Regions from separate parts of the Zea mays genome. Here region 2 is linked to region 1. The links are chromatin contacts, called in public Hi-C maps. All regions are on one chromosome and are shown on one strand. Each heading gives the region's core, a stretch centred on a gene start, on an enhancer-like site or on the middle of the called end of the contact. The rest is flanking DNA. Distances are from core to core; before and after follow the strand shown.

Region 1 (4,195 bases), core at 1,289-3,788:
GGGCGCACCGGACAGTCCGGTGCGCCAGCCACGTCACCCAACCGTTAGGGTTCTGACGGAGTCGACCGTTGGAGCACTGACTTCTGGTGGCACCGGACAGTCCGGTGCCGCACCGGACAGGCACTGTTCACTGTCCGGTGCGCCTCTGGCCTCTGCTCTGACTTCTGCCACAAACTGTAGCGCTGTCAGGGGCACTGTGCAGTCGACCGTTGCGCTGATAGCCATTGCTCCGCTGGTGCACCGGATAGTCCGGTGGCACACCGGACAGTATGGTGAATTATAGCGGAGCGACGCCTGAGAAACCCAAAGGTGAAGGTTCAGAGTCGTACGACCCTGGTGCACTGGACACTGTCCGGTGGCACACCGAACAGTCCGGTGCGCCAGACCAGGGTACTCTTCGGTTTCTTTTGCTCCTTTCTTTTGAACCCTAACTTTGATCTTTTATTGGATTGTGTTGGACCTTTATGCACCTGTAGAATATATAATCTAGATCAAACTAGTTAGTCCAATTATTTGTGTTGGCAATTCAACCACCAAAATTATTTATAGGAAAAGGTTAATCCCTATTTCCCTTTCACATGCCAAACTATTTTCATGCTTAAGAGTGTAACCTTTGAAGCCCACTATGAAACAAATCAACACCACCATAGAAATATTGTATCCTCATCTATGAGGCCCAATATGTGACTGGCTAGATAATGTGCCATGAGATGAGAATGCACTCTTTCCCTTATTTATTAGACATGTGTGTGGTTGAACCACTTTCGTTATCCTCCATTTTCCATCAATGGACTTCTTATGATCTCAAACCCTCCAAAGACAACCTTTCTTGCATACCATGTAGTAACTCCTATTTTGATTTGAATGTGTACTGGTCTATGGTGATGCACCATATAGTCCTGAAGAAAGGGCTTGAACATAGACAATGTATTGAATACCATGCTACTAATTGTCCCATCCCAAGGGTCGTATGATTATTTCTTACATAATTGTAGACTGGTGTCGTGAATGACCTTACCTGTCATTCGAATGTCCCTGTAGTGTGGAATGCCACAAAAATCAATGTTTATTGAGTTTAATTGTCACATATTAGTAGCTATGCAAGGCTTAGGTGAATGTACTGTTGTGCTTCGCCTAACCTCTCACATGAAGTGTACTCACTAACCATGAGTATGAATGGACATATCTATGACCACTCTATCATCCATCGATCCTAAGTAACAGTTGAGTCCCTCTGTTGAGGTACATTCTTCGTAATTGTAATCCTTTTCTTCAGAATCATATGAATTGTTGTTATCATCATCAACAATCTTTTCCTCCCACCTGTATTGCCCATATGAACCAATGTCAAAAGCTATTGTTGAGAAGCTTCCTGAACAATGAATTGATTCACCAACTTTCATTAGAGAAACCTTAAGTGGCTCCTAGGTTGTCTGGTGTTGCATCTTCATTGGTTCTATATTGTTGTTCATCGACTATAAGACCATCAAAGGACCTTCTATATCCATTCTCCACCAAAACCTTAGGCAATGTCATATTGGACCCTTGCACTACCATTCTATAACATGAACAATGACCCTCATTACACAAGGGCATGAATACGTAATGTGCCCTGCTCTGTCCACTATCAAACCTCTCCTTTAATGTGAAATCGTCATCATCGAAGTTTTTCTTTGTCCGTAGAAAAAGAACACAAAAGCTAGGTGGAATATCAAACATTTTCAGATTATCTTCTATATTCTCAAACAACCCACCTTCTTTTCTGACAATTAAGTCTTCAATCCATCTGCAAAACTATTTCAGCAAACTACATTAAGTCTTCAAAATCGATCTAATGGATTTACTAATCCAACTAAGTGCTTGTTCGGTTAGCTCTCAATCCACATGGATTGATTGGGATTGGGTGGATTTAAATCTCAAATAAGTCAATCTCCTTCTTAATTTTTTTTCAATCTCAGGAGTAACGGGATTAACCGAACAAGACCTAACTAGTTTGCCACGTCACATCACATGTAGGAGTACGGTGTATGGATAGCGGTGTTGCCCTCCGTGGACTGCCCAAGCCCACCAGAGGAGACGGGGGCTAGTCAACGAGTGGTACGTACGCGCACGGGGGACGGCGCAATTTCCACGGGGAAGGCGAAAGCAAGACCGTGTAAAAAGCACACGACGCCGCCGCGTTCCCGGCAACGGCGGCGGGAGACCCAGACCCAGTCGGTTGAACAGGCCAGTGAGTCCAGCTGGTGGTGCGGTGCCTGCTGGTCGGATCGGGCCCAATCATTAACAATTTTTCTCCCCGCACCGCACGCCACGCCACGCCATAATTAAACGCGTGCAAGTTGTGCAGCGTCCACCCACCGTCGATCCCTGTCGCCGCACGGATCTCCACGCGCGCGCCGGCTTCCTCCTCCGGTCCTCCCGTTCCTCGCACCCTCCTGCCGGCCCTGCACTGCACACCTCCCTCCTCCATCCGATCCATTCCCTATAAAACCTCGGCAGCCACAGCAACATGCCACCACCATCGCTCCAGCCTCCTCTAGAGCCTTCGCGTCTCGGCGGCAGTCATCGGATCGGAACCTGCACAAGTAGAAGTGCGCAACAAGCCTTGCCACTAACATGCCTTCAGTCGAGGTCGAGGTCCAGGTGGGCGGCGCCGGCGGGTGGAGGCCGAAGCAGCAGCAGAAGCACCGCCACCACCACCATCCCCTTGAGATCCGTCAGGTGTGGGCGGACAACGTGGACCGCGAATTCAAGCTCATCCGCGCCGCCATCGAGCGGTTCCCCTACGTGTCCATGGACACGGAGTTCCCGGGCGTCATCCACCACCCTCCCCCGGCCGTCCACCACTCCACGCTCACCGCGCCGCAGCGCTACGCCCTGCTCAAGTCCAACGTCGACGCGCTGCACCTCATCCAGGTCGGCCTGGCCCTGGCGCCGTCCCCTGGCTCCCCGCCCGCGCTCGCCTTCCAGATCAACCTCCGCGGCTTCGACCCGCGCGTGCACCGCCACGCGCCGGACTCGGTCCGCCTGCTCGCCGCCAGCGGCCTCGACCTCGCCGCCCACCGCGCCAGGGGCGTCCCCGCGCGCGCCTTCGCCGCGCTGCTCGCCTCGTCGGGCCTCATCTGCAACCCGGCCGTCGCGTGGGTCACCTTCAGCTCCGCCTATGACTTCGCCTACCTCGTCAAGCTGCTCATGGGACGGAAGCTGCCAAGGGCGCTCCCGGACTTCCTGCGCTACGTCCGCGTCTACTTCGGCGCCGCCGTCTACGACGTCAAGCACATGGCCAGGGTCGCATGCGCCTCCCACGGCGAGGTCGCGCTGCTGGGCGGCCTCGAGCGCGTCGCCGCCGCGCTCCGGGTGCGCCGCGCAGCGGGCCAAGGACACCAGGCAGCGTCCGACAGCGTGCTCACCTGGGACACCTTCCGGGAGATGGCTAGGATCTACTTCCCCAAGGAAGGCAGCTTGGAGCCGTGCGCCGGCGTGCTCTACGGCCTCGAGCTCCCAAACTGAATTCTTCTTGTTCGTGTACAGTACACAGCCTCCCAAACAGAGAAATAACGATTCTTTGATTACTTAAATTCTTAATTTGCTCTTCTGTTTCTGTTACGGGATGATGATTGTTCAGCAGTCAGCACCAGCAGCAGCCGCTATCGCCGCCGCCGCCAGTTTGTTCCGAGCAGCCTACAGTTTTGACTAACAGTATAGGGTATGTTGTGAAGAAGTGACCACGGGCGTGCCATGTTAGTTAGTTGCAGGCCTGTACAGATGATGAATGTTCTTCTACATCAACACTAGCAGCCTGCACTGCAATCGAGTACAACGGTTGATCAGCAAAGAGAAAGGAAAATAGAAAATAAAGAGCAGTGTCATAGAATACCTACTTGAGGCACTCGTCGATGATACCACACTTGGGAGCTAGGATGGTGGAAAAACAATGAGCCTGACAAAAATAAGACAGTGACTTTCAGATATCTAACGGTGTATAAAATAAAATAAAAGATAGCAAAATAATGGTGGCCTGCTAGTAAATACTGACCATCACAACCCTCTGTTGCTCTCCTAATGAGACAGAACAACTTCCCGGTTTGCTGTAGAATCCCACCATTCTCTGGAATGACACTAACTTTCGTGATGGTATTACAATGTCCAGTTCATGAAATGATATAAATTCTTATGACTGATGACAATGGAAGAC
Region 2 (4,133 bases), core at 68-2,567, 230 kb before region 1:
AGAGAGGACAAAGACATCCAAGAGGTGAATAAGGAAATTATTAATGGGGAGAAGAAAGTGAAACTTTTTTCTTGGTCCTACTGAAACAAGAGAAGGAAAACATAAGAAGAAGAAAAAAAAAGATTGCTGATGTACATGTCTGTCTTTGCTGGTGGCAGGTGACCTGTACAGCAAGCGGTTGTTTTTACGCTGTCTTAATTCTTCGTTTCTTATGCGTTAGCTCCCATTGGTATATTTCTGGATATGATAGTGGAATTCTTTTAAAAGGCCAAAAATGTCAGCGTTCTGGTTGTTCGAGAGTTCAACGCTTTCACCCCTTGCCCCAGTTTTTTTATTGGAGTACATTCATATGCTAGTTAACTGACATCTAAAATCAAGCGTACCGCTCGATTCTGTCTCTGGTATTTCGCACCAAGCAAACATTCTCAAGTCCTTACGTCGTAAGGGGATGCAAAGCGTACTGCGCGGGCAGCCAGCTTCGCCCAAGCCTAGCCGACGAGAGCCAATGTAGTCAAATTACCTTAAAATTGTTTTGCATCTGGCTATGTAACCCACGCCTCTCCTGTGCAGGCAGCCAAATAGACATTTGGACGAAATCAATGTATGCCGGTGCCGTTTGGTTTATGAAATGTAATGTAAATGGGATAATGGTTTACAGGTATTGGCATGTAAATGGGATAATGGTTTACAGGTATTGGCGGTAACAAGTTTGAATAGACCGATATCAATTTCAAGTTTGAATAGATCCGAAATGTAATGTAAATGGGGTAATGGCTTACGGGTATTGGCGGTAACAAGTTTGAATAGGCCGATATCAATTTCAAGTTTGAATATGCCGATATTAATTTTTAGTGTAGTATCTGATTATGGTGGGATTTAAACAAATATGATTTAATGGTTTATGAGTATCGGCGGTAACAAGTTTGAATAAGTCGATATCAATTTTTAGTGTAGTATTTGATTACGGTTGAATTTAAACAAATATGATTTAACATTCTCAGTTATCAATTACGTTACAAATATGTAAACCAAACGACACCGCGGTAGAATGCAATCTTTTGTATCCCTGATCGAAAACGCCTTGACAGCAGGATAGATTTGTGCTGTAGTGTAAACTACACAACCTTCAACTTTCAATAAACCACTCCTCCGGCCTCTTGGCGCTTGCATAGCAGTTGGTAACCACTCCTCCCTCCGGCCTCCATTCCTAAACCACACAACCTTCAACTTCACTATCTATTCACAATGCATTGCAGCAGGTACACCCTAATCTGACTGACGGACCCTATAAATGTCCTCTTCCTTCTCTCAAACGCAAGCGCAAGGCAGGCAAGCTCCTCTCTCAAGTCTCGGCACCTCCAACTACGCAGCAACCAACCATGAGCACCAGCGATGCCGCCGCGACCGTGATCCCCATCGACGACGTGCCCCGCCAGCACGGCAAGGCCCCGGCCGTGGACACGGTCACGGCGGCGCCTCCTCCTCTCGCTGCAGCAGCACCCCCCGCTGCGACGACGGCGCCTCGGAAGACGCGGGTCCCGTTCTTCCGGCGCGCCGACCGCGGCAGCCGGTGCGTGGCGCTCCTTGACTTGGTGCTGAGGGTGGCGGCCTTCGGGCCCGCCCTCGCCGCCGCCATCGCCACGGGCACCTCCGACGAGACGCTCTCCGTCTTCACCCAGTTCTTCCAGTTCCACGCCCGATTCGACGACTTCCCGGCGCTCCTGTCAGTATAGTAGTAGTAGCCCGGCCCCATATAGTATATATAGTATATCGAATTAATTAATTAATTAATGATGAGCTGACTGCGCACGCCCAACGCTTGCTTGCAGGTTCTTCATGGTGGCCAACGCGATCGCGGCGGGGTACCTGGTGCTGTCCCTCCCCTTCTCCGCCGTCGTCGTCCTCCGCCCCCAGGCCATCGGCTTGCGCCACCTCCTGCTCATCTGCGACCTGGTAGGTGTTATCCCGTCCTTCTCCGGCACGTACTCCTCACAGCTAATAACTTGGTCTTTAATTTCGCGGTGAGTTGCTGCAGATCATAGCGGCGCTGCTGACGGCCGCGGCGGCGGCGGCGGCGGCGATCGTGGACCTGGCGCACTCGGGGAACCAGCGCGCTAACTGGGTGCCCATCTGCATGCAGTTCCACGGCTTCTGCCAGCGCACCAGCGGCGCCGTCGTGGCATCCTTCCTCGCCGTGCTCGTCCTCCTGTTTCTCGTCATCTTGGCCGCCTTCACCATCAGGAAACGCTGCTGAACTGGATAGTATGTGATGTTGCTGTTTTTGCGTCGTGCAATTAATAATGCAATGTGGTTTCAGTTTGTGGTCACTCGTGTGTAATTGTAAAGCGTGGAGTGGAATTGCCTTTGTATTATTCGTGGACACCTGCTTGCGGAATTTTAAATTGGGCTTAACTTCTCGGCCTGGTTTCATGTCCATTAAGCGCTGCGGGCCAAACAGGGCCTTGGGCCTAAGATAGTGATGTCTACCCACCACTACCGTCACCGATTGACCGGCTTTCTCTGCAGAATGTATCCGTTGGCTTCGATCTCCGAGATTTGAAAACCGCTTGACCCGCCGCACTCCAGCGTCGGAAATGTCCGGTGCGACGCCGTCATGGTTTCTCCCCGTGCAGAAGACGCCCAGCAGTGGCGATAGCAATAGTCCATTCTCGCTTACTGTCAAGAGGGCATCACAGTCCTCTGCCAGATTTCGAGCTTTATGTACCCAACAGGGACTGGGCAGCAGCTACCGATATGATTCGACACTAATTTCTGGTGGGTCATGGCCTGAATGTGTCAGCAATGGCACACGATCAGGGTTGACAAGGATAGGCAATCCTCCTCTGAAGATGATGCATCCAGTGCTTGAATGTCTTGAGATTATGAGTTTGTCCCCAAGGCCCGGGGACGATGACTATGATGGAAATGGCATGTCTGCGCCATTGCCTGAGCTTAGCTTCTAGTTTGCAGGACCTCCGATGCCTTTGGAATCCATAGATTTTGACCTCTTTTAAGATGTCTCCTCGTGACATAGAATTGAAGGCAAAGGAGACAAGTTTCCAAAAATCGGTCATTGCAGACACTCGGATCTCTTGGTGAGAGGGGCTCGTCAGCAGAATGTTTGATATCGATGATTTGGATTGCTGCAAATGGCTATCTGATGACAAAGATTCGCCAGTGCTTTCGCTCATTGAAGAGGCTTTGACAGATGATACCAATTCTCAGCCAGGTCATTGTTCTTATCTGCGTGAGGGTGGTGACCAACTGTGTCACACCCGGGTTTCGAGGGCACCAACATCCGGGAGCGAACATAATCACCAAGTGTGCTGAGACCAAGTGAAAGTCGCCTATAGAGGGGTGAATAGGGCGAAACTGAAATTCTCAAAAATAATCACAACTACAAGCCGGGTTAACGTTAGAAATATAATCAAGTCCGCGAGAGAGGGTGCAAAACAAATCGCAAGCGAATAAGTAGTATGACACGTGGATTTGTTTTACCGAGGTTCGGTTCTCGCAAACCTACTCCCCGTTGAGGTGGTCACAAAGACCGAGTCTCTTTCAACCCTTTCCCTCTCTCAAATGGTCCCTCGGACCGAGTGAGCTTTCTCTTCTCAAATGCTTGGAACACAAAGTTCCCACAAGAACCACCACAAGATTGGTGTCTCTTGCCTTAATTACAAGTGAGTTTGATCGCAATGAAGAATCAAAGAAAGAAGAAAGCAATCCAAGCGCAAGAGTTCGAAAGAACACAAGCAAATCTCTCTCACTAATCACTAGGGCGTTGTGTGGAGTTTGGAGAGGATTTGATCACTTGGGTGTGTCTAGAATTGAATGCTAGAGCTCTTGTAAGTAGTTGAAGTGGGAAAACTTGGATGACTTGAATGTGGGGTGGTTGGGGGTATTTATAGCCCCAACCACCAAACTAGCCGTTTGGTGGTGGCTGACTGTCGTATGGTGCACCGGACAGTCCGGTGCACACCGGACATGTCCGGTGCGCCAGCCACGTCACCAGGCCGTTGGGATTCGACCGTTGGAGCTTCTGACTTCTGGGCCCGCCTGGCTGTCCGGTGTACACCGGACAAGTACTGTAGATTGTCCTGGTGCACCGTCCCGCGCGTGCCAGACTTCTGCGC

The links. Hi-C and Micro-C count contacts between places; a contact is called where the count stands out from the background.
Region 2: a contact with region 1 is called in a Hi-C map of leaf, with 6 times the contacts expected there. The contact joins the promoter of LOC100285037 here to the promoter of LOC100193751 in region 1. A contact is called at or near these places in 8 of 25 Hi-C or Micro-C datasets (bundle sheath, ear, endosperm and 2 more).

What each region holds. Positions count from the first base shown.
Region 1 is chr2:771,063-775,257 of Zm-B73-REFERENCE-NAM-5.0, reverse strand. LOC100193751 reads left to right here and starts at 2,538. Exons shown (of 1, transcript NM_001399094.1): 1 at 2,538-3,578. The coding sequence starts at 2,617. The coding sequence ends at 3,510. It overlaps LOC100501345 (pentatricopeptide repeat-containing protein At3g51320), which reads right to left. Exons shown (of 5, transcript XM_020547962.3): 3 at 4,037-4,195; 4 at 3,882-3,940; 5 at 3,608-3,799.
Region 2 is chr2:996,194-1,000,326 of Zm-B73-REFERENCE-NAM-5.0, reverse strand. LOC100285037 (plant integral membrane protein TIGR01569 containing protein) reads left to right here and starts at 1,317. Exons shown (of 3, transcript NM_001157932.2): 1 at 1,317-1,723; 2 at 1,830-1,953; 3 at 2,036-2,435. The coding sequence starts at 1,380. The coding sequence ends at 2,254. LOC100278982 (probable serine/threonine-protein kinase BSK3) reads left to right here. Exons shown (of 12, transcript NM_001416016.1): 12 at 1-649.